2 separate regions of the Mus musculus genome follow, and region 1 is linked to region 2. A link is a contact called in public Micro-C data. All regions are on one chromosome and are shown on one strand. Each heading gives the region's core, a stretch centred on a gene start, on an enhancer-like site or on the middle of the called end of the contact. The rest is flanking DNA. Distances are from core to core; before and after follow the strand shown. Region 1 overlaps Eml6 (echinoderm microtubule associated protein like 6). Region 2 overlaps Eml6 (echinoderm microtubule associated protein like 6).

Region 1 (4,667 bases), core at 712-3,211, 69 kb after region 2:
CTGAAGACAGCTACAGTGTACTTACATATAATAATAAATAAATCTTTAAAAAAAAAAAAAAAAAAAAAAAAAAAAAAAGAAAAACAAATACAAACAAACAAAAAGTTAAATTATAATATTTTAAAGGAATAAAAACCCAATATAAATCATGACTACTTGTTCCCATAAACATGTGGAAATATGATATTAACTCTTAACAAATTCTCCCTGAAATTTGCAGAACTATATAGGACAGCAAAAGGAGAGGACTGAGCAGCATGTTCTATGTGAGACAGGTGAAAAATAAGTGCAGACACAAGAAAATGGAAGTGTCTGGAGAAGAGGTAAGAAAATCCACTAGCTAAGCAGCATCGAGAGTCCAGAGAAAGTCTTTACCCACTCAAACAGCTTACCTTTTTTGAGACAAGGAAATTTGAACAATTTGACCAGTCCAAAATCATCTCCAGAAACCAACACTGAACTGTTATAATTGGCGTCCACTGAATTGATGTCAATAACCTCAGTGTATTTGGGCCAAATTCCACTCACTTCAGGGCCTCTCACACACGTCCAGGAGGCCCAGGGAATCCCCTTGATTTCTTCTTTACTTGTTAAAGGCTTCCCTGCTAAAACAGTCAATATGATGTTACATTTATATGTGAAGTATATTCTAATATATTTTAATCATTTTTCTTTTCTTAGTGCTTAAAACCTTCATTAGATATATAGATCAGAGGAACTGCAAGTTCTAATCTCTTCACCCAGTTAGTTACTTTTTTTGGAAAGAATTTAAAGAAAGCATCAGCTATTTAGAAGTGAAAATAATAGGAAATGATTATTGCTAAATATAATGTCTCAAACTATTGATACCTCGACCTTATTTTCCAAATTACAGGTGCTACTACAGTGTATTTGTATTTTTGTGACCTCATTAGGTTACATGTTGTCAACACTGAGTCACCAAAATGTTGCCAGGCCTTTAAAACCTTGGCCAAGCTTGTCTTAAACTTGATTTTTCATAGTTTATTGGTGTGGGTTATATGCATGCTCAGGATAGACAAAGGACAACTTGAAGGACCTGTTTCTCTCCTTCTACTGTGTGGGTTCTAGGAACTGAGTTCAGATCATGGGTTGCAGCAGAAAGTGCCACCTTGCCAGGCTATAAATGGTGTTTGAAATTTTTACTTTTAAGATTAAAATTATATGCATAATGTATGTGGGTATGTCCATGTAAATGCAATGCCCAATGGGGCCAGAGATATTAGATCTAGCAGAGCGGGAGTAAGAATGTTAGCCATCTGTCAGTACTGGGAATCAAACTCATGTCTTCTACCAGATCAGCAAGTTCTCTTAATCACTGAACCATCTCCCCAGCCCCCCACAAGTGATTTTTGCTTTAAACAAAAATTCAGGCTCTACAAATTTTAAAGTGGATTTTATTATTTAAGTCCTAGTCACTGAATCCACAGGATTATGGTGAGCTAAGTATAGGTGGTTGTTGGATAATGGTCCTAACAATGGCTGTGTGTTAGCTGCTCCTAGATACATAGCTCAGTTCCTATTTCTGCTAGCAGATTAGTGAGGTTCACAGATGGCACAAAATACATCAAGCCACAGAAGCAAATGAGTAGAAATATTTAACTAGATGCCATTTTAAATTAAAAAAAAATCAATACAATTAAGCATATATCCTCATGCCTACCCTATTATGATAAGCATATATTTTCAAATAAAGAACAGGGGAACAGATATCTTTTCAAAAGGGAACTCCAAAATTCTGAACTATATTCAAAATTTCTGGACTGTATATTCTAAAAGAATGCATTTAAATGACCATAGACTCAGAGAGGGTATAGTTGGAGCATTATCTGAGACCAGCTCCTGCTCAAGGGATTTCATTCCAGGAAGTGACTCAGAATAGAAAGTGACCTCACCACTGCAGGCTGCAGAGGCAATAGAAGCTGCACCCCCTGGACCTGTAAATACACTGGAAATAAGCCAAGTGCCCATAACAGAGCGATAACGTAAGCTTCAGCCCCATCCTTGAGCAGGATGTGATTTCATTCCAACTGACAAATGGCTCCAGATGTTCCCACACACATGAAAAAGCGAAGTATGCAGTACAATGCCTCCTACATGCTAGGCCAGAGCTCTGCCAGTAACCCACACCTTATTTTTTCTAATATTTTGTTTTGTGTCAGAGCCTTAGTAGACTGCCAAAACAGATCCCAAACATTGACTTCTTCTGCCTCAGTCTCCCAAGTAAGTAATACTTCGATAAAAATTTCAAGACAATATATAATTATTGGAGGTTACGATCTATGTTTTAGGAGAATTAGGCTGGGCCACCCTTTCCCCAAGATGGCGCCAAAAGTGGAGAAGGAAGCTCCTGCCCTTCCCAAAGCTGAAGCCAAAGCGAAGGCCTTGAAAGCTAAGAAGGCAGTGCTGAAAGGCCTCCACAGCCACAAAAAGATGATGATCTGAACATCACCCACCTTCCGGCGGCCCAAGATGCTGCAGCTCCGGAGGCAGCCAAAATATCCTCGAAAGAGTGCGCCCAGGAGAAACAAGCTTGATCATTACTACACTATCATCAAATTCCCACTGACCACGGAGTCAGCCATGAAGAAAATAGAGGACAACAACACTCTTGTGTTCATTGTGGATGTCAAGGCCAACAAGCATCAGATCAAACAGACTGTCAAGAAACTATGACATTGATGTGGCCAAAGTCAATACCCTGAGAAGGCCTGATGGAGAGAAGAATGCGTATGTTCACTTGGCTCCTGATTATGATGCCCTAGATGTTGCCAACAAGATTGTGATCAGCTAAACTGAGTCCAGATGGCGAATTCTAAATATATACTTTTTTTTTTACCATATAAAAAAAATCTATGTTTTCTTTATTCTTTCCTTAAAAAAAAAAAAAAAAAAAACCATTAAAGAAGCCAACACAATAATGATGAGAGAGACTTCATCTAGCAGCTGATAGGAGCAGATGCAGTAACACACAGTCAAACATTAGGCAGAGCTTGGGGAATCCTGCTAAAGAGGGGGAGGAAGGATTGTAGAAGCCAGAAGGGTCAAGGATACCACAAGAAACCCCACAAAATCAACTAACCAGGAATGCAGGGCCTCACAGACACTGAATGGACAATCAGGGAGCCTGCATAGGTCTAACCTAGATTCTCTGCACATGTTACAGTTGTGGGTCGCTTAACAGTTCAAGCAGGGACTATCTGTGTCTCTTTTGCCTTTTGTGACCCTTTTCCTCCTATTGGGCTGCCTAGTCTGCAACCTGACACACTATGGTTGATATTACTGGGAGGCCTGCTGTTTTCCAAAGGGAAATGGAGGAAGAGTGGATTGGGGAGAGGGTAGGTAGTTGGCGGGCATGGAGTGTGTGTGAGGAACTGTGGTTGAGATGTAATATATGAGAGAAGAATAGATAAATAATGATTTAAAATTATTAAAGACTATAATATGAACATCATTATGTTATATATGACATTTTAGTCTTACAAACTAAGTGTCATTTAACTTCTGTTACATAAGACAGGCGAATCTCATAAAAGTTGAAAGGTGCACACAAATACAAAATGTGCTCACTGGGATCTTAAAAAGCTACATTTCACCAGATAATAAAATTATGATAATCAGACCTGGTTCTAACTTACTCACAGCTACTAAGGACTACAATCCTCAAAGATTTGATGTGTCAGCTCTTGTCTAAAGGCTCATATCCAATGGAAAAAAAAAAGAGAGATAACCAGATGGCAAGAGGCAAGGGCAATAACAAGCAACAGAAACCAAGGCGACTTGGCATCATCAGAACCCAGTTCTCCCACCACAACAAGCCCTGGATACCACAAAACACTGGAAAAGCAAGACTCTGATTTAAAATCACATCTCATGATGATGATAGAGGACTTTAAAAAGGTTATAAATATCTTCCTTAAAGAAATTCAGATCAAAAGATGGCCTAGTCGGCCATCGCTGGAAAGAGAGGCCCACTGGACAGGCAAACTTTATATGCCCCAGTACAGGGGAACGCCAGGGCCAAAAATAGAAATGGTTGGGGGGGGGGGCTTGGGAGGCTTTTGGGATAGCATTGGAAATGTAATTGAGGAAAATATGTAATAAAATAAATAAATAAATAAATAAAAGAAATTCAGGAGAACACAGAAAAACAGCTTAAAGAATTACTGGAAAACACAACCAAACAAGTGAAGAAATTGAACAAAACCATCCAGGATCTAAAAATGGAAATAGAAAAAAATAAAGAAATCACAAAAGGAGAAAACACTGGAGATAGAAAACCTAGGAAAGAGATCAGGAGTCACAGACATAAGCATCACCAACATAATACAAGAGATAGAAGAGACAATCTCAGGTGCAGAGATACCATAGAAAACATTGACACAACAGTCAAATGCAAAATGTAAAATGCTCCTAACCTAAAACATCCAGGAAATCCAGGACATAATGAGAAGACCAAACCTAAGGATCATAGGTATAGAAGAAAGCAAAGATTCCCAACTTAAAGGGCTAGTAAATATCTTTAACAAAATTATAGAAGAAAACTTCCCTAACCTAAAGAAAGAGATGCCCATGAACCTACAAGAAGTCTACAGAACTCCAAATAGACTGGACCAGAAAAGAAATTCCTCCTGTCCCATAATAGTCAA
Region 2 (4,598 bases), core at 266-2,765:
CAGGAGCCAATGAAATGAAAGTAAAAGCAATGCTAACAAAGATGGAGGACTGACGTATACACTTACTCATTCAAGAAGCATTTGCTTGCTCTTTACTATGTGCACAGCACTGTACCAGCTGCCTACTATGTGCATGGCACTGTACCAGTTACCTACTATGTGAAATGTACTATGCCAGCTACCTATATGGTAGTACTATGATAATTAACCTTCAGAAAGCCAAGAGTCCCATAGGAAAAGTCTGCATATAGTAGAAATGTCTCAGTGTTACAGATGAACATATTGAGGAATTACAGGAGGCAACCAATTTGGGGCAGAAACAAGAAAACAAAACCAGACTGGAGAGACAGATCAGTGGTTACTTGCTAGTACCGCCTTTCTGAGTACCCGGCTTGGTTCCCAGCACCCGCACATCACAGCTCATGTGGCCTATAAATGCAACTCTAGGGGGTTCTAACACCTCTGATCTCAGAGAACACCTGCATAGTCACATGCAGATACACCTGATTAAAAAAAGTAACAACAAACAAACAAACAAACAGACAAACTCCCAATAGCATTTTTTTATAGTATACGCAGTAAACATTCTGTTATACAGGTATCCCTTGCCAGTTAGCAGGTAAAGACACTGTTATTTTTAAATGCTCATAGTCGGGGCTGGTGAGTAGGCTCTGTGGATGAAGGCCCTTGCTGCTGACTCTCAAGTCTGTGTGTGACCCTCATACTCACATTGTGGAAGAAATAGGGCATGTTCCATAAACACATCAAACACGCACGTAAATGCAAAACAAGACAAAGTCTGATTTTAGGATTGGCAAAGTTCCTTGTTTTCCTCAGGAATATATGCCATAGACACTAAGAGTGAATATGTACCTAAAATATTAATATAAGAGAATACTTACAGGTTCTTTTTCCATAATCCCTGCTAAGACTAATTCTTGCCCTGCCACCTCAGTGTTATGGGTACCATTCTTGGATGAAAGCAAGCTGGGCTTAGGAGAAGGATGCTGTTATTTCTGAGGAGGGACCAAAAGAGCTAACCTAAAGCTAAGCCCTATCTGCAGTCTGTTTTAGGTTGCCATGACACTGTTCCAGAGAACTCATACTTTAATAAGCAGACTCAGCCCATTAGGAGTTTGGCTTCTAGAGACTCAGGCTGTTTTATACCGACAATCTCAAGAAGAAACAATTCACAGTGTAAAATTTATTCCTCAGAAATGAATGGCATATCCACCTTACCACCCAGATATGAGCCCCACCCCAGCATTCCATGCAGTAAGACCTCAACAGACACTGCACAGCGACACCAATACCCTGTCAGTCCTCATGGAAACTGACTTGTAAAGGGGGGTCCCTCTCTAATGTCTCTCCCACTATGGCTGTCAACACCATGCAGCCAATGAACTACAAACCTCTGCCTTTTTCCTCTTAGTAAGCACTTTCACCTCTCATGTGTCATCAGCCTGTCACTGCTGATTCGCTAGCAAGTTATTTGCTCCTGCTGGCTGATGAGACTCAAGGAGGGTGAGCTATCTTTGTGGTAGATGGCAGCTTGCAAAGTGACAGCTTTTCCTCAGCTCATACAAAGGAGGAATGGGAAACAGCTCATTTGGAACACCCCCAGGTCTAGGGTGGGTACCTAAACCCTATGTAAGCAAGGAGACTGTCTCTTATATGAAAGTTGTTAGCCCCCTCTTGTTGCTAGGGACAGGGAGAAGGGTAAGGGAGAAATGGCAAGTCCCAAAGAGGGACACTGTGGAGAACCTGAATTGTCTACAGGGTCTGCTGGGATTATGGAAAGATAAGAAACTGACAGCTAAGATCAACTCATTATAGGGATTGCAAGGGACTGGGTGAGAAACCCGACAGAGAAGAGGAGCTACCTAGTCCCCAAAAATCCCTATTAAACACCCATTGTCACACATTCCTTAACAAAGGGGACAAAGGACAGCCCCACTGAGATGTAGCCTGAAGGCAAGGGCCTTTCCACTTCAAGACTTGCCTTCATTGCTTTAACTGGTCTGGGAAGACTTTCTGTGCTGTAGATAAAAGCACCTTGAAGAAGGGACATTTTGTTTTCCTTACTCTATTGGCCTTTGCTCTAACTGGAGAGTTCATCTAGTCTGCTGTGGCCACTGCTGACGCCTTTGCTGATAGTAGAACCTGCTTCTCTGAGCCTCTGATGGGGAGTGAAGTCCAGTCATTCTTCAGTAATGTCCAAGGCCTTCAGCAACAGATAGGAACTCCTAAGTACCCAGCCTCAAAGACCAAGTCACTGCTGGGCTCTGTCTTTTCAGTGTGCGACATTCATTGTTGGACTACTCTGACTACATTGTGTAAGCCAATCCAATAAGTTCCTCTTTAAATGTATATTCATTCTTCCAGTTCTGTTCCTCTAGAGGATACTAATGAAGCTATTCTTGTCAGGTTTGCCACAACAATGAGAAAAGTAATATAAAAATGCTTTTCTATTATAATGTAGTATTGTATTATAATATGATATACAATTAAATTTTTTAAAAAAAACTTCTTAGAAAATAAAGTGGTTATTGATACACCCCTTCACTCTCTCTCTCTCTCCTCTCCTCACCCCGCCTCTCACATACACATACACACACACACCAGTTGAGTATCCAGACCAACTCTATCTGATCAGAGCCAGTGAGAGACTCAGCAGGTAAACTGCCAAGCCCAAAGATCTGAGTTCAACTTTCAAGACCCACATGACAGGAGGCAAGAATTGGTTATTACAGGTTATCCTCTAACCTGCTCAGTGGCACAAGTATACCCGCCCTCCACACAAATAAATGAAGAAATGCAAAAACATTAAATGTATTGGAGATCTTAGCAATTAAAATAAATGCCATAATTGTATAAGGTTTAAGCATTGCAAACTTTGCTACTTCATCCATTTTTTTTACAAGAAGAAATGCCTTTTTCAGGCTAGAACAAAGCAAGAAAGGCTGGCAGCAGCCCAAGACCTTTGTGAGCAAAGGAAACTGTGCCTTAGGTCAAGCAAGATTTTGATTTGTGGCCACAGGTTATACAGCTTCTGGGAGAAGAACACAAAGAAGGTTGGGCTGAGCCTGCCTTAGTCACAGGTGATAAGGACCTTAATAGCACTAGAATATAGAAACAGTGTGCAGAAGCAGAGAGTGAGAGTCCTCGATCCTTTATTTATCCTTGGTTAGATCATCAACAGCTATCAGACTCAGTGCTTATTAATTAAGAGTCTTGAAAAGAGTGTAGGCTTCCCATACACGTGCAGAGAGAAAAAAGAGTGCCAATTTTCATAAAACAGCCAAGGCTGTGCTCATGCTCTGTTTTTACCTTCAAAGTAGGCTTCTGTCTGAATGATGGGTCCAACTGAATACAGTAAATAAAAATCTCTATTATCATCATCTTCCACACAATTTAGATTTTTAAACATTTCTGTTACTATTTTTAAATGTATATGGCATTTTGCCTGTATGTACGTTCATTGTATGTGTTCCTGGTGCTCACAGAGGCTAGAAGAGGATGTCACATCCCCTAGAAGTGGAGTTACAGATAGATGTGAGCTGCCATGTGGGTGCTGGGAATCAAATCTGGGTCCTGGGAATCAAATCTGGGTCCTCTACAAGAGCATCCATCTCTTAGTCACTGAGCCATCTCTCTAGTTTTAATACCTGTGCTAAACAGTAGGCACTTAAAAATAAATGGCTGGTGGGAGGGAAAAGAGACCAAGGGGAGGCCAACCAATAACAGGCCCAACTTGAGACTCGTCCCATGGACAAGCACCAACCCCTAACACTATTAATGGTATTCTGTTATGTTTGCAGACAGGAGTATGTTGTCCTTCAAGAAGTTCCACCCAGTAGCTTACTCAGACAGGCACAGACACCCACAGCCAAACAGTGGATGGAGCTTGGGAATTCTTGTGGAAGAATAGGAGGAAGGATTGAGGGCCCCAAAGGGAATAGGAACTCCACAGGAAGACCAACAGAGTCTACTAACCTGGCCCTGGGACTCTTAGAGTCTGAACCACCAACCAAAGAACATACACAGGTTTGACCTAGGCTTCCGTGCACATATGTAGCAGGTGTGCAGATGGTTTTCACGTGGGTCCAAGACAATGGAAATGTAGGCTATTCCAAAAGCTGTTGCCTGTCTGTGGGATATGTTCTTCTAGCCTTGTTTGGCCTCAGTGGGAGAGGAAGCACCTAGCCTAGCAGAGACTTTAAGTGCCAGGTGGGGCATTTGAATTTGGGAAGTGGTGGGGGAGGATCACTATGCACTCAGAGGACAAGGGAATGGGGAATGGGGGAAGAATTGTGGGAGGCGGTGACTGGGAGGGGGCCAGTGAGTGGGATGTAAAATGAACAAGTAAAAAAAAAATGGCTGGCTTAAGGACATAGTAAGCATAAGGACCCAAGTTAAATTCCAGAACCCATGTAAAAGCTGTCAATTTTCAGTTAACAAGAGCAGTTAAGGGAGAATGTTTTTAGTATTGTGTACCCTTCCCACAGCTCGTGCTCTTCTCCTCCCAGTAGCCCGTTATGGACAGCATCCATAGGTTCTTCTAGCCTTTCTGCTGCTGACTGGCTTCAGCAAATGGG

What was found. A called contact is a pair of places that touch in the nucleus more often than the background predicts.
Region 1: a Micro-C map of muscle stem cells shows a contact between it and region 2, with 5 times the contacts expected there. The contact joins two enhancer-like sites. A contact is called at or near these places in 2 of 39 promoter capture datasets (fetal liver and macrophages), 6 of 484 Hi-C or Micro-C datasets (MC3T3-E1-derived osteoblasts, cardiomyocytes, liver and 3 more), 1 of 115 datasets of contacts at active chromatin or transcription factors (embryonic stem cells) and 3 of 9 other capture datasets (adipose tissue, liver and pancreatic islet).

The regions. Positions count from the first base shown.
Region 1 is chr11:29,838,035-29,842,701 of GRCm38.p6, forward strand. It overlaps Eml6 (echinoderm microtubule associated protein like 6), which reads right to left. Exons shown (of 42, transcript NM_146016.2): 11 at 393-605. It also overlaps the pseudogene Gm12094. Among named protein-coding and RNA genes, the nearest start is that of Gm22588, 9.1 kb to the right of the region's middle. Within about 2 kb of position 1,962, at least 93 of the 459 cell types and tissues checked have an H3K27ac peak or open chromatin away from gene starts, as enhancers often do. A contact at or near this core is called in muscle stem cells, where this site is marked.
Region 2 is chr11:29,769,451-29,774,048 of GRCm38.p6, forward strand. All of the region lies in intron 28 of Eml6 (echinoderm microtubule associated protein like 6), which reads right to left. Among named protein-coding and RNA genes, the nearest start is that of Gm39671, 37 kb to the right of the region's middle. Within about 2 kb of position 1,516, at least 5 of the 459 cell types and tissues checked have an H3K27ac peak or open chromatin away from gene starts, as enhancers often do. A contact at or near this core is called in muscle stem cells, where this site is marked.